3 separate regions of the Mus musculus genome follow, and regions 2 and 3 are each linked to region 1. Evidence: chromatin contacts called from public HiCAR-type and HiChIP or PLAC-seq data. All regions are on one chromosome and are shown on one strand. Each heading gives the region's core, a stretch centred on a gene start, on an enhancer-like site or on the middle of the called end of the contact. The rest is flanking DNA. Distances are from core to core; before and after follow the strand shown.

Evidence for each region. HiChIP or PLAC-seq counts read pairs in DNA pulled down with a chosen protein or histone mark. HiCAR-type assays count read pairs that join an accessible place to other places.
Region 2: a HiCAR-type map of fibro-adipogenic progenitors shows a contact between it and region 1, with 2.7 times the contacts expected there. The contact joins two enhancer-like sites. A contact is called at or near these places in 2 of 484 Hi-C or Micro-C datasets (forebrain and nephron progenitors) and 1 of 115 datasets of contacts at active chromatin or transcription factors (fibro-adipogenic progenitors).
Region 3: a contact with region 1 is called in a CTCF HiChIP or PLAC-seq map of the NIH/3T3 cell line, with 18 read pairs. The contact joins two enhancer-like sites. A contact is called at or near these places in 1 of 15 datasets of contacts at CTCF or cohesin (the NIH/3T3 cell line), 1 of 484 Hi-C or Micro-C datasets (uterus) and 1 of 9 other capture datasets (embryonic tail).

What each region holds. Positions count from the first base shown.
Region 1 is chr1:163,360,465-163,363,920 of GRCm38.p6, reverse strand. No RefSeq gene overlaps it. Among named protein-coding and RNA genes, the nearest start is that of Gm24940, 40 kb to the left of the region's middle. Within about 2 kb of position 1,505, at least 52 of the 459 cell types and tissues checked have an H3K27ac peak or open chromatin away from gene starts, as enhancers often do. A contact at or near this core is called in the NIH/3T3 cell line and fibro-adipogenic progenitors, where this site is marked.
Region 2 is chr1:163,598,622-163,602,077 of GRCm38.p6, reverse strand. All of the region lies in intron 1 of Gm32333 (a long non-coding RNA gene), which reads left to right. Among named protein-coding and RNA genes, the nearest start is that of Gm32333, 18 kb to the left of the region's middle. Within about 2 kb of position 1,612, at least 20 of the 459 cell types and tissues checked have an H3K27ac peak or open chromatin away from gene starts, as enhancers often do. A contact at or near this core is called in fibro-adipogenic progenitors, where this site is marked.
Region 3 is chr1:163,559,275-163,562,730 of GRCm38.p6, reverse strand. All of the region lies in intron 1 of Gm32333 (a long non-coding RNA gene), which reads left to right. Among named protein-coding and RNA genes, the nearest start is that of Gm39689, 18 kb to the left of the region's middle. Within about 2 kb of position 1,535, at least 61 of the 459 cell types and tissues checked have an H3K27ac peak or open chromatin away from gene starts, as enhancers often do. A contact at or near this core is called in the NIH/3T3 cell line, where this site is marked.

The DNA of each region.
Region 1 (3,456 bases), core at 256-2,755:
TGGGAGACATCTAACTACTCTCTGATCCAGAGTGACTTTCCTCTTGTGTTTCTCAGGGCACAATTCAGTTAAGGTTTTTTGTTTGTTTTGTTGTTTTATTTTACTGGGTACAGAAGGGAGACTAGAACAGAACCACACCAAGTAGATTGCTCCCCTTTAACGACCATCACTGTCAGTCTGATGACTTGACAGCGTGAGCACTTTGAAAATGTGTCTGTTGTCGAAGGAAGTCTGGCTGCTGGGCATCTGTGTGTCATCAAGCCTGCTTCTTGTTACCTCCTGGAAAGAGGTCCAAATACAAATCGCCACTCTGATGACCTGGCTTTCTGAGTAGCTGAAATCTCCCAGTGCTTTGATAAGAAGACAAGGGGAAGCAATCCAGTCCAAACTGCATTTATATACCTTATCTGAAGGTATTCAGTTTATTTCAAAATGTTTCTGAGCATTTGCCTAGCATGTATGGTGTTCTGGACTCAGATAAATCATTCCATAAATATGTGTGTGTGTGTGTGTGAGTGTGTGTATATGTATGTATATGTATATATGTGACTCTGTGTGTGTGTGTGTGTGTATATATATATATGTGTGTATATGTATATGTATACATATGTATACATATACATACATATATATATATATGATATAGGTTTATGTATGTGTACACACACACACACTCACACACACACACACACACACACACACACACACACACAGAGTCCTGTGTCTCCCATGTTTCCTGTGTCCTCTCATTCCAGAAGTACTCCTTTCATAAATTGTGTATAATTGCTCCTGCTATCTAAAAATGACAGTGGAAAATTACATCCCAGTGGTGGGTTTTCTCTTTGGGTAGCAACAGTTTACACAGTTCCACAGATGATTTGAGTGTGTTCAGCCTTCATTTACAAAGTAGAAAAAGTTCAACAGAGCCCATGAGGACAGCATTAAAAAGAATCCCTATAGACAAGCACTTCAGACACTCATTACCACACAAGCCATCAGTGGATTAACTCTAACAAGCCAAATGCTTGCAGAGGCCACAGGCTGCTTAGATGCAAATAATGCAAATAATAATATGCAAATAATTCAGAATCAAAACTGGCCTTGGCCTTGGCCCTGGCCACAGGCTGACTTCTATCCAGCTACTTTTATTGCTTTCACAATGGACTGCGTTAAAAGGCACAGTGGTCCCCTATCTCTTCAAAATGGAGTGTTCGGAAACTAGATACAAAGTCATTAGACATTTGAAGTTTTAGCATTTCATTTGTCTAGAACCCCTAGGAAATGATCTAGAAGAAAGTGATTTTTTTTTTCACAGTAGTAAGTTAGGAAAGGCAGAATTTGAGGGTGTGTTTTCCATTATTTTAATGAAGAAAACCAACGCATCTTTTTTCAGGAAGAAGTTGCAAAATAAGGCTCCAGAAATAAAAACTACGTGCATACATCCACAGTAATCTCTGAGCCGGATGCCAAGCCCCGCCCTGAGGCCATGTGAATTTTTCTCTTGTGCGTTTGTCAGCCTGAGTCCAAGTCATCTTATTCTTGCCCCACTTCTGTCTGGTTTTGGTTAGTTGCTTCTTGGCATTGCTTCCGCTGGAGCTGAGGGCGTCTGCTCTTTTCTTCTTCCCCGCTCTCATCCCTCTTCTTTTTCTTTTCATTCCTTTCAAAATTTCTCTTTTGGTGTTCTTCCTCTAGATTCCCATAATGACTCAGGGTGGGGGTGGGGGGGGAGAAGGAGGCAAAATGAGATTAAACAGCCTCCCACGCCCACACTGTCCCTCCCCATCAGATATTCACCCAAAATGTAAAGAGCAGGCTTCAAGGAACAGCCTCAGATGGTTCTGGAGTGCAAATGTACACTTGCCTGGTCCACTCCTCTGCAAGAAGCCATAAGCTCTCTCCCCCAGCCTTTGCTCAAAAAACGGATCCTACTCCGGCCTGACACCCCTGCACTGCCATTTTGTGTGAAGGGTTTCCATCAGGACAATCCTTCTGCTTTGCTTTTAAAAATTAGCAATTTGAAATCCAGAGAGTCGGTTATTGTATCCATTTATTTTTAGAACGTGCTTTTATTGGAATGTTCAAGTTGTGGAAAATCACGTGACCACAGATAGACCTAAAAAGAAGAGATGTTTCCCCGCCCTGAATTTAAGCAAACAAGTTTTGTACATATATGGAATATGTTCTAAAGATCACTGCACCGTTATCTTCATCTTTTTTTTTTTTTTTTTTTTTTAAACTGGGCTTTTGCTATGGATTGCATCTGGAGTAGTTTCCGCCAATGAGTGATCAGCCTTTGGAAGGGCCACTTAACAACAGAACGCACATGCTTCGGATTAGCATGTGTGTGTGGGTGTGTGGCAAAGTCATTCCCCCTAATAAATTGACAGTTAGTTAAACTTGAATCAGCCTTACAGTTTAATGGTACAGTAGAAACGGAACTGTTTCTAGCTCACACACATTCTTTTTTTTGGAAGAACTACAGGGAGCCCCCCCCCCTCTTTTCAGATAACACTTCAAGTGAGAGATTCTTTCCTCTCTCCCTATGGGCTAGGCCAGAGTTTTCTCAGAGCTACGGAAACAGCCTTTTGCTGGTGGTATGTGTAAGATTTATAAGCAAAACCAACATCTCCACTGTGTATAAAAATTTCTAAAACTGTTATGGGGCTTGTAAGATGTACTCCTGTGATTGGGTAGCTTGCCTGATAGATGTCTTATGATTCACTCCTAGTTCTCACCCTACTGACCAGCCCCCCACCCCACCCCCAAAAACCCACCTAAAAGTTCTCAGCGACTAAATGGAATTAACACACACAAGTGCAAAGACTGATGGGAGAGAAAATCCTCTCTAGCGTCTAAGATGAGAGTTGTGAACTGGAATTACTTGGCTCAGCTACTTGCAGGAAAAAAAAAAATGTCCAAGCCTTCTTTTGAGTTGAAGTCTGGGGAATGTCACCCTAAATCGCTTCACAGTCATTCCACTGAGGACTCTGAAATGTCCCGTATCACACCACTGACAGGCAGGCAAGCTCAGCAGAGACGATCAGAGCTGAGGGCTGTGTCTATAAGATACCTAACACGGGATAAAAGGTGAACTCTTTAGGACATGCTTCAGTTTTCAGACATTTAAAGACTTGTAAAGAGCAACAGTTCAGAGAGCTATGCATTTATCCATTTAATTAGAATATTTGCCATTTTTTGATGGCTTTGTAATGCCTTTTCTCTCAGGAAAAAAACAAGTCGGATAAATAATAGCTGTTGCTGGGCATTGGGTTTTTCTTTTTCTTTTTCTTTTCTTTCTTTCTCCCTTCCTTCCTTCCTTTCTTTGGGCTGAATGTCTCTTTCTTTTGACTTTCATTTGCAAGTTTTAAAGTAATAAAGTTTTTAAAAATGCACAAAATGTATTGTTAAATCATGTTGTAATAATGTGTCCTCAGTGTAATATAGTAATACGTGTAT
Region 2 (3,456 bases), core at 363-2,862, 240 kb before region 1:
AAGTACTGGTTGAAAATCTCATTTTTGTTATGAAGACATTGAACTTAATCATAACATGTTCTATAAAGTCTGTAGTAGTAGCATTGTTCAATTGTGAAACCCCAGACTTTGCAGAATTATTTTGTTACGTATGAGACTTTGTTACATTTTATGATTTTTTTTTTCACTTTAAATATGTGCTATGCACAGTGACAAGCAGGGAAATGTTTACCTGTACTGTATGTCTGAAGGCTGTAGCTATGACAGGATATTTTCTCCAAGTCCTTTTCCAAAGCATGATTTTAATCCCAGAATCATAACCCCACCAATTTCTGAATTAAAGAAAGATGAAAAGTCTTCCGGGGCCAGGTCCAGTCAAGGGCAGCCACTGACCATCGCTAGGCTAAGACTATGATTGGGATGCTCTCAAGCCCTTCATCACCATCCTCCTTGTGTAAGTCCATACGCATGCAGTCCTGCCCTCTTCCACACATGCATGACACCTATATCACTCCAACCTCTGCTATTATAGAAAGAATCCACTTGTTTCTCAAGTTCTAGCCAACGACTACCTTCTCCATAAGTACCGTCCCATCTACTGGCTTGATGGTGCCATTCTTTCTCTAAAGTTCTAAAGTAATTTACACTGGTGTGTGTGTGTGTGTGTGGGGGTGCATTCTGCAATGCATAGAGCCTTTGGTGTGCATCTACTCTCCCAGCACTGTACTGGTTTTGTTTGTTTGTGCTGAAATCATATCTTCCAGTACTTAGCACAATGTCTGGCACATTTTATGCCCAGACACTGTTTAAAGAATAAGCAGTCTGAAAAACCAGGTCACAAAACCACACGCAAACCTGACTGCTTTCCATCTTGAGTATAAGCAGCTAAAACAAAAGCTGTAGTAGCAGTTGACATGTGTCAATGTTGTGGTGATGTCACATACTGTCAGTCACCGGGGCAACATACAACTAGGGTGTGCCTCTGTTTATTTCACTGATGCAGGGTTCTAGGCAGAGAGGTTATAATTTGCTTACATGGCATGATATGGTAACCAAAAGAGCCAGGATTCAAACTCAGGCAGTCTGTCTCCAGAGCTCTCACTTTTAATTTCTTTACAAACATTTCACCCCCTTTAGCCTTGCCCTGTGTATTCCAAATAAATGAAGTCTCATGTGGGTACCTCTTTGCCAGTTAATGAAAATATTCATTCCCTCTCTTTTTTAAAAGACCACATGTGTTGCAGTTACCAGCAGTGATTGGGGCTTTGGCCATCCTCAAAAAGAGAGCCACAGTGTCTGCTTGATAAAAGCCATAATTTTCCTGACCTGCCCTGGGCTGGCTCCCTCAAAGAAAATGCAGGCAGACACTTGGCAACTAGGTTCTCCCAGACTCACAAGCACACGGCTATGTTAGTGTTGGCAGTGGGGGACGGTTTGCTTCCTCCCTGCTTCATGAACTGTCACATCAACCTCTTTGATCCTCCCAGGGTCTCACGCATGCCAAAATCATTACTCCGTATTATTACTCTGTTTCAGATAATTGCCAGAGAAAATGCTAAGGTCAGTAATGACCAAGGTAGGGAAGTCGCTCTGTGCACAGTATACTATGCACATATTACAGACTCAGGAAGGCTCCAGGGTGGAGGCTCTGCTTATTTTTGTTGTACCAAAGCCATGAAACAGAGGGAAAAGGCAAGAACAGAAATGGATACATCTGGAACAAGAGCCAGGCATGATTTACTCACATTTTTACCTGACCTGAAATTGCTTATTTAGAAAAAAGAAACATTATAAAGTCTCAGGAAAATGTCATGAATCAGAGCCAGCGTGATTTCACATTGGGGCTCTATAAACTGCTGATCTTTTTTAAGGCAAAGAAACTGTCCAGGAAAAACCAAAGGAGCCAAAGGTAGCCCTTGCCACCATGCCCATCACTATAGTAACAGTTTCACAGCTTGCTACTTCTGATGCCAGCACAGGAGCCCCAGACACTGAAGGCTGCATAGGAAGGAAACCTGCTGGTTCAAGAGTGGCGTCCTTCCCACTAGTGGGGGTAGGGGGTGCCTATCTGAGAAAGCAACAGACAATGACAGCAGACTTTAGATGCTCAGGGTCACTGTAAAAATCTCTTTGGGATAACCACATATTATATCCCTGAAATAGACAACTATGAAAACCAGAGAAGAAGAAGGAAAATAAAAACTTGATTAAAGCCTTCCATCCTGCTGTCATGGTTCCCATACTGCATGTGTTCATAGCTCTTTTCAAGTAATATGCAAAGTTTTGAAGTAATTAGATAATAAGTGTTATTCTTTTTTTGGATTGGCGAAACAGTGTGACTTTTAATTTTTTTTTCCTTTTTTAAAATTAGGTATTTTCTTCATTTACATTTCCAATGCTATCCCAAAAGTCCCCCGTCCCCTCCCCCCCACAATCCCCCCACACTCCCACTTCTTGGCCCTGGTGTTCCCATGTACTTAGGCATATAAAGTTTACAAGACCAATGGGCCTCTCTTTCCAATGATGGCTGACTAGGCTCTTGAGTGTGCCCTGGCTCGCCAGCAAGAACGACGCTGCAACAGGATCCTTCTGCACATGTTTATTGGGAGAGCTTGATTGCAGAGGCGAAGAGACCCCAAGTCCAGAACTGGTGCTTATATAGGCCTAGGAGAGGCGTGTCTCACACCCGGATTGGTTGTGCATGGGTTATGCTTACCACCTCATTTGCATGCCTACATCTGATTGGTTAACTTCTCTCTCATCTGATTGGTTAATTTTGGTTAATTCTCAAAAACCTCATCTTGGCAGAAAAAACTTTACTGCCTATGTATGCGTGGTGGCCAGTGGTGGCCAGCACCACCCTGCAACGGCACATGTGGCTTCCCACACTAGGCCATCTTCTGATACATATGCAGCTACAGACACGATCTCCCAGGGGTACTGGTTAATTCATATTGTTGTTCCACCTATAGGGTTGCAGATCCCTTTAGCTCCTTGGGTACTTTCTCTAGCTCCTCCATTGGGGGCCCTGTGATCCATTCAATAGCTGACTGTGAGTATCTACTTCTGTGTTTGCTAGGCCCCGGCATAGCCTCACAAGAGACAGCTATATCAGGGTCCTTTCAGCAAAATCTTGCTAATGTATGCAATGGTGTCAGCGTTTGGAGGCTGATTCATCTGGAATAACAAAAAACCTAGGATAGCAAAAAGTCTTCTCAAGGATAAAAGAACCTCTGGGGGAATCACCATGCCTGACCTAAAGCTGTACTACAGAGCAATAGTGATAAAAACTGCATGGTACTGGTATAGCGACCGACAAGTAGAGCAATGGAATAGAATTGAAGACCCAGAAATGAACCCACACACCTATGGTCACTTGATCTTCGACAAGGGAGCTAAAACCATCCAGTGGAAAAAAGACAGCATTTTCAACAAATGGTGCTGGCACAACTGGCGGTTATCATGTAGAAGAATGTG
Region 3 (3,456 bases), core at 286-2,785, 200 kb before region 1:
TTCTTTCTGTCTCCACATCTTTGACAACGAGATTACAATATTGCTCTACTGTGCCTGTATTTTTATTATTTCATTATTATTTACATGGGTACTGGGATCAAAATCAAGTCCTTGTGCTTACGAGGCATGTATTTTACCAACCGAGTATCTTCCCAGCTGCTGTGTGTTGCCTTCTGCTGTGATTTATGTTGTAAGATAACCCTGGTGAGATAATGCAGGGTTTGGCTTGTCTGGAGTGAGTCACATCTGGGGCCCTGCCCTTGAGAGCGTTATTTAATCTTTGAGCATTTCCTTCACTGGAAAGTGGAAGTAATAATGTTATTGTGAGGACTCATTGAACTGATAAATGAACATAATCCAAAATAATACTCTGGTGTGTGGTAGCTATGTTGATAATTCACCATGACTTAAAATTTTTATCACTTAGAGTTTGAAGTTTTCTTGTTCCTTTTTGGAGTTCAGTCTGTGGCCTTATCCTAATCTTGTGTGTTGCAAAACTTTTAAAAGTGAATCACAGGGCCACTTGCATTAGTGTTCTGACTGCTTGTCCAAAGGATCATTCCTGGCCAGTTGACCATGAGCTCCGGAAAACACTGGAGTTTTAAGACAATGAGAAGCACCAGATATCTGTTAATGAAATAAATAAACAGAGAGATATCAATCAACATGATGGAAAGAAAATATCAGCAGTAAGTTCAGCTTCAAAGGCCTCTAATCTTACTGGTCAGCAAAAGACTTTCATTGCCCAAATAGCTCTTGTCCAATTGATCCTTTAGTCCATGCCCTCAGACAACAAGACATAACATTTTGGACTTAACACTGTTTAATTAAAACTTCCTATGTTTTAAATCTTTGATTTTTTTGTGTCCTAGTTAAAACTTCAATGCTGAAGTGACTCTCTAGCTAGAGCCAGGTTTTGTCAACCTCTGAAATTCCTGGGAATGTTGGAGCCCAGCTGGGCACATAAGGGTCAGATCTGGCTGTAAGCATCACTTGAGGCCAACCTGAGACAACACTAGTGAAGGCGACTAGGAAACAAATATTGCTACAACTGATTTTTTAAGATGTCAAGAGAATTTAAATTGAGATAAAAATCTCTTTGTTCTTAGCATTCTCAGCATGAGAGGTGGCAGAGATCTTGAATCACAGGGACTATATGAATTGTACACACATATATTTTGCATTTATCCATGCCATTTTGTTTCGTTTTAAGGGCCATTTTAAAAAGTGTCCTTAAATAAAATATTATTTTCCTATAAATATGTCATAACAGCTCATCACAAGAACAGTATCCCTTTAAAAATAAAAGGGAGGGAAGGCACTGTAACGGTGTGGGCAGCACAGTTACAAATTGAATTCGCCTGGAGAGGTTGTTCTCCAGGTCAGAGGAATGTAAGCAACTCATTTCTAGTGAATGAAAAAGAAAGTCAACAGAAAGAGAGAATTCTTCTGCAACATAAAAGGAGAGGTTACAGTGCAAAACCCTGACTCCACCAGCGTCCATGGCATGTCTGGGTGAAGAGTCACACTCCCTGGGTAATTTCCATACCAAACATGCAACATTTTACAAGCCACAGCAAGGCTGGCAAGGGTAAGGCCAACCAACCAAGTGCAGGCCACTTTAAATTCTCCACCAGAAAATAGAGATGAGCACAGCTTCAAACTGAACGCTTTTTAAAAATAGAAAACCGCATATTTTACATTTCTGGTTGAATTAAATAATAAGGGGAGGAGAAACTGTTCACTGTACTGAATAGAATTGACCAGAAGGCAAAACTACAATGGTTTTTTTTGTTTTTGGTTTTTGGTTTTTTTTTTTAAATATCCAGAGCTAAAGTTCTTCCTCGGTCTCAGACTCTGAACTGTGGTGTGATTTTGACATTTTAGGCTTTAATTTCTTTGCTTTTAAATTGCAAAAGAGCTCAGGCCTGTTTTAAACAGTGGCTGTGAGGGTCACATGCTACAGTGACTTGGAAAACCTACTCAGAGCTAGTTATGCTCCAATACTTGCGCCAGCTTGGACACACAGGCTGTCACTTTTACTGGGATAAGTAACCCACGCTTATGACAATGATAATAACAGCAACAATAATAGTGAAAATATGGGAAATTAGGTTCTGTGGCGCTGGCAGAGAACTTAAAGCCAATATGGAAACCGAGGAATGTGTGAGTATTGCCAATTAAGCAGTAGGGAGTGTTTGATATCTGCTTGCTGGATATATCTTAAAGGAGATGGCACTTTGAGGCAAGTCTCATGTCAAGGAGAGGCTTCTGTGCCAGCAATAAATTAGAGTGCCATTACGCATTCAGATGCTAGAGCCAAAGACAACACATTTATCTGACTTCTTGTGTTAGGAATTAGGCTCGCGTGTTAACTCCTTTTTCTCCAAGGACTACAACACACCCAGTATGAAAATTTACATTTACACAGATGATACTGTGACAATAAGGGACCGGATGATGTTATTTTTCATTTACTGTTGGGTAAAGGAGGATCCAAAAAGCTAAACTTCTTTTTTTTTTTTTCTTCACAAATTCATACAACTGAACTGAATGCCCATTCTCTTAAGAGCCTTTCAGCTCTGCCCCTGTAAACCCACCTCCTTCACCTAGGCTTGAATGCACAGTAGCTGAGCTTCCTCCTCATTTCCTTTTCAAGAGTAATAATTCATACATTTAAACCAGACCCATGCTCTATTCTATCTCTGTCTCCCTGGGTGTGGGTTAGGGTGTTTTTCTTTTAGACTTCTAAGCAAATGTGTTGCAGGTGTGAGACGCATGCTGCGCAGTCCACTAGGCAGAGCCTTCAGGAGGCTCTGGGGAGCCACACCTTTGGGATTCTATTACAAGCAGGTGAACCAAGCTGTGATCAAATAGGAGATCTGAGGGAAAGGGGCCTGCGTTCCAGGAAGCAGCCTCAGTACCCAAGCAGGATGCCTCTCTGTGGGTGAAGGAAACTTGACCATCAGATCGATGGCTGTGCAGAGACCAAGCCCAGTCGGCGGGGATATTTTCTATATTAAGAATGCGTATTGGCATTTGAGGTGATGCACAACCAAGATGAAGCATTGAGGTTGAAGAATCATCTCGGTGGATTTTTGATAGAAAGACCATTTGTTTTAAATCACTGGACAAACAGAAAACCAGAGACTATAAGGAAATGATGATCCTCTATCAACAGAATATGTGGAACAGGACATACTAAGAAAAATAAGGTTTCCAGTTAGGGCTTTAGTCAAGTTGATCTTTTAAACATTACAAAACCTCTTGAAAATAGTATGCTAGGGAAGTGGAGAAAAATACAGCAAAGACTTCTATTAGAGAATGTCCATTACTCTGTTACACATAGTAATAAAATAACGGAGGCAAACTTAAGATTCAACAACATGAACATTTAAAATAGTTCAGTACGTAGTAATATAGTGAACTATTAGGCACACATTGAATAACAAATGT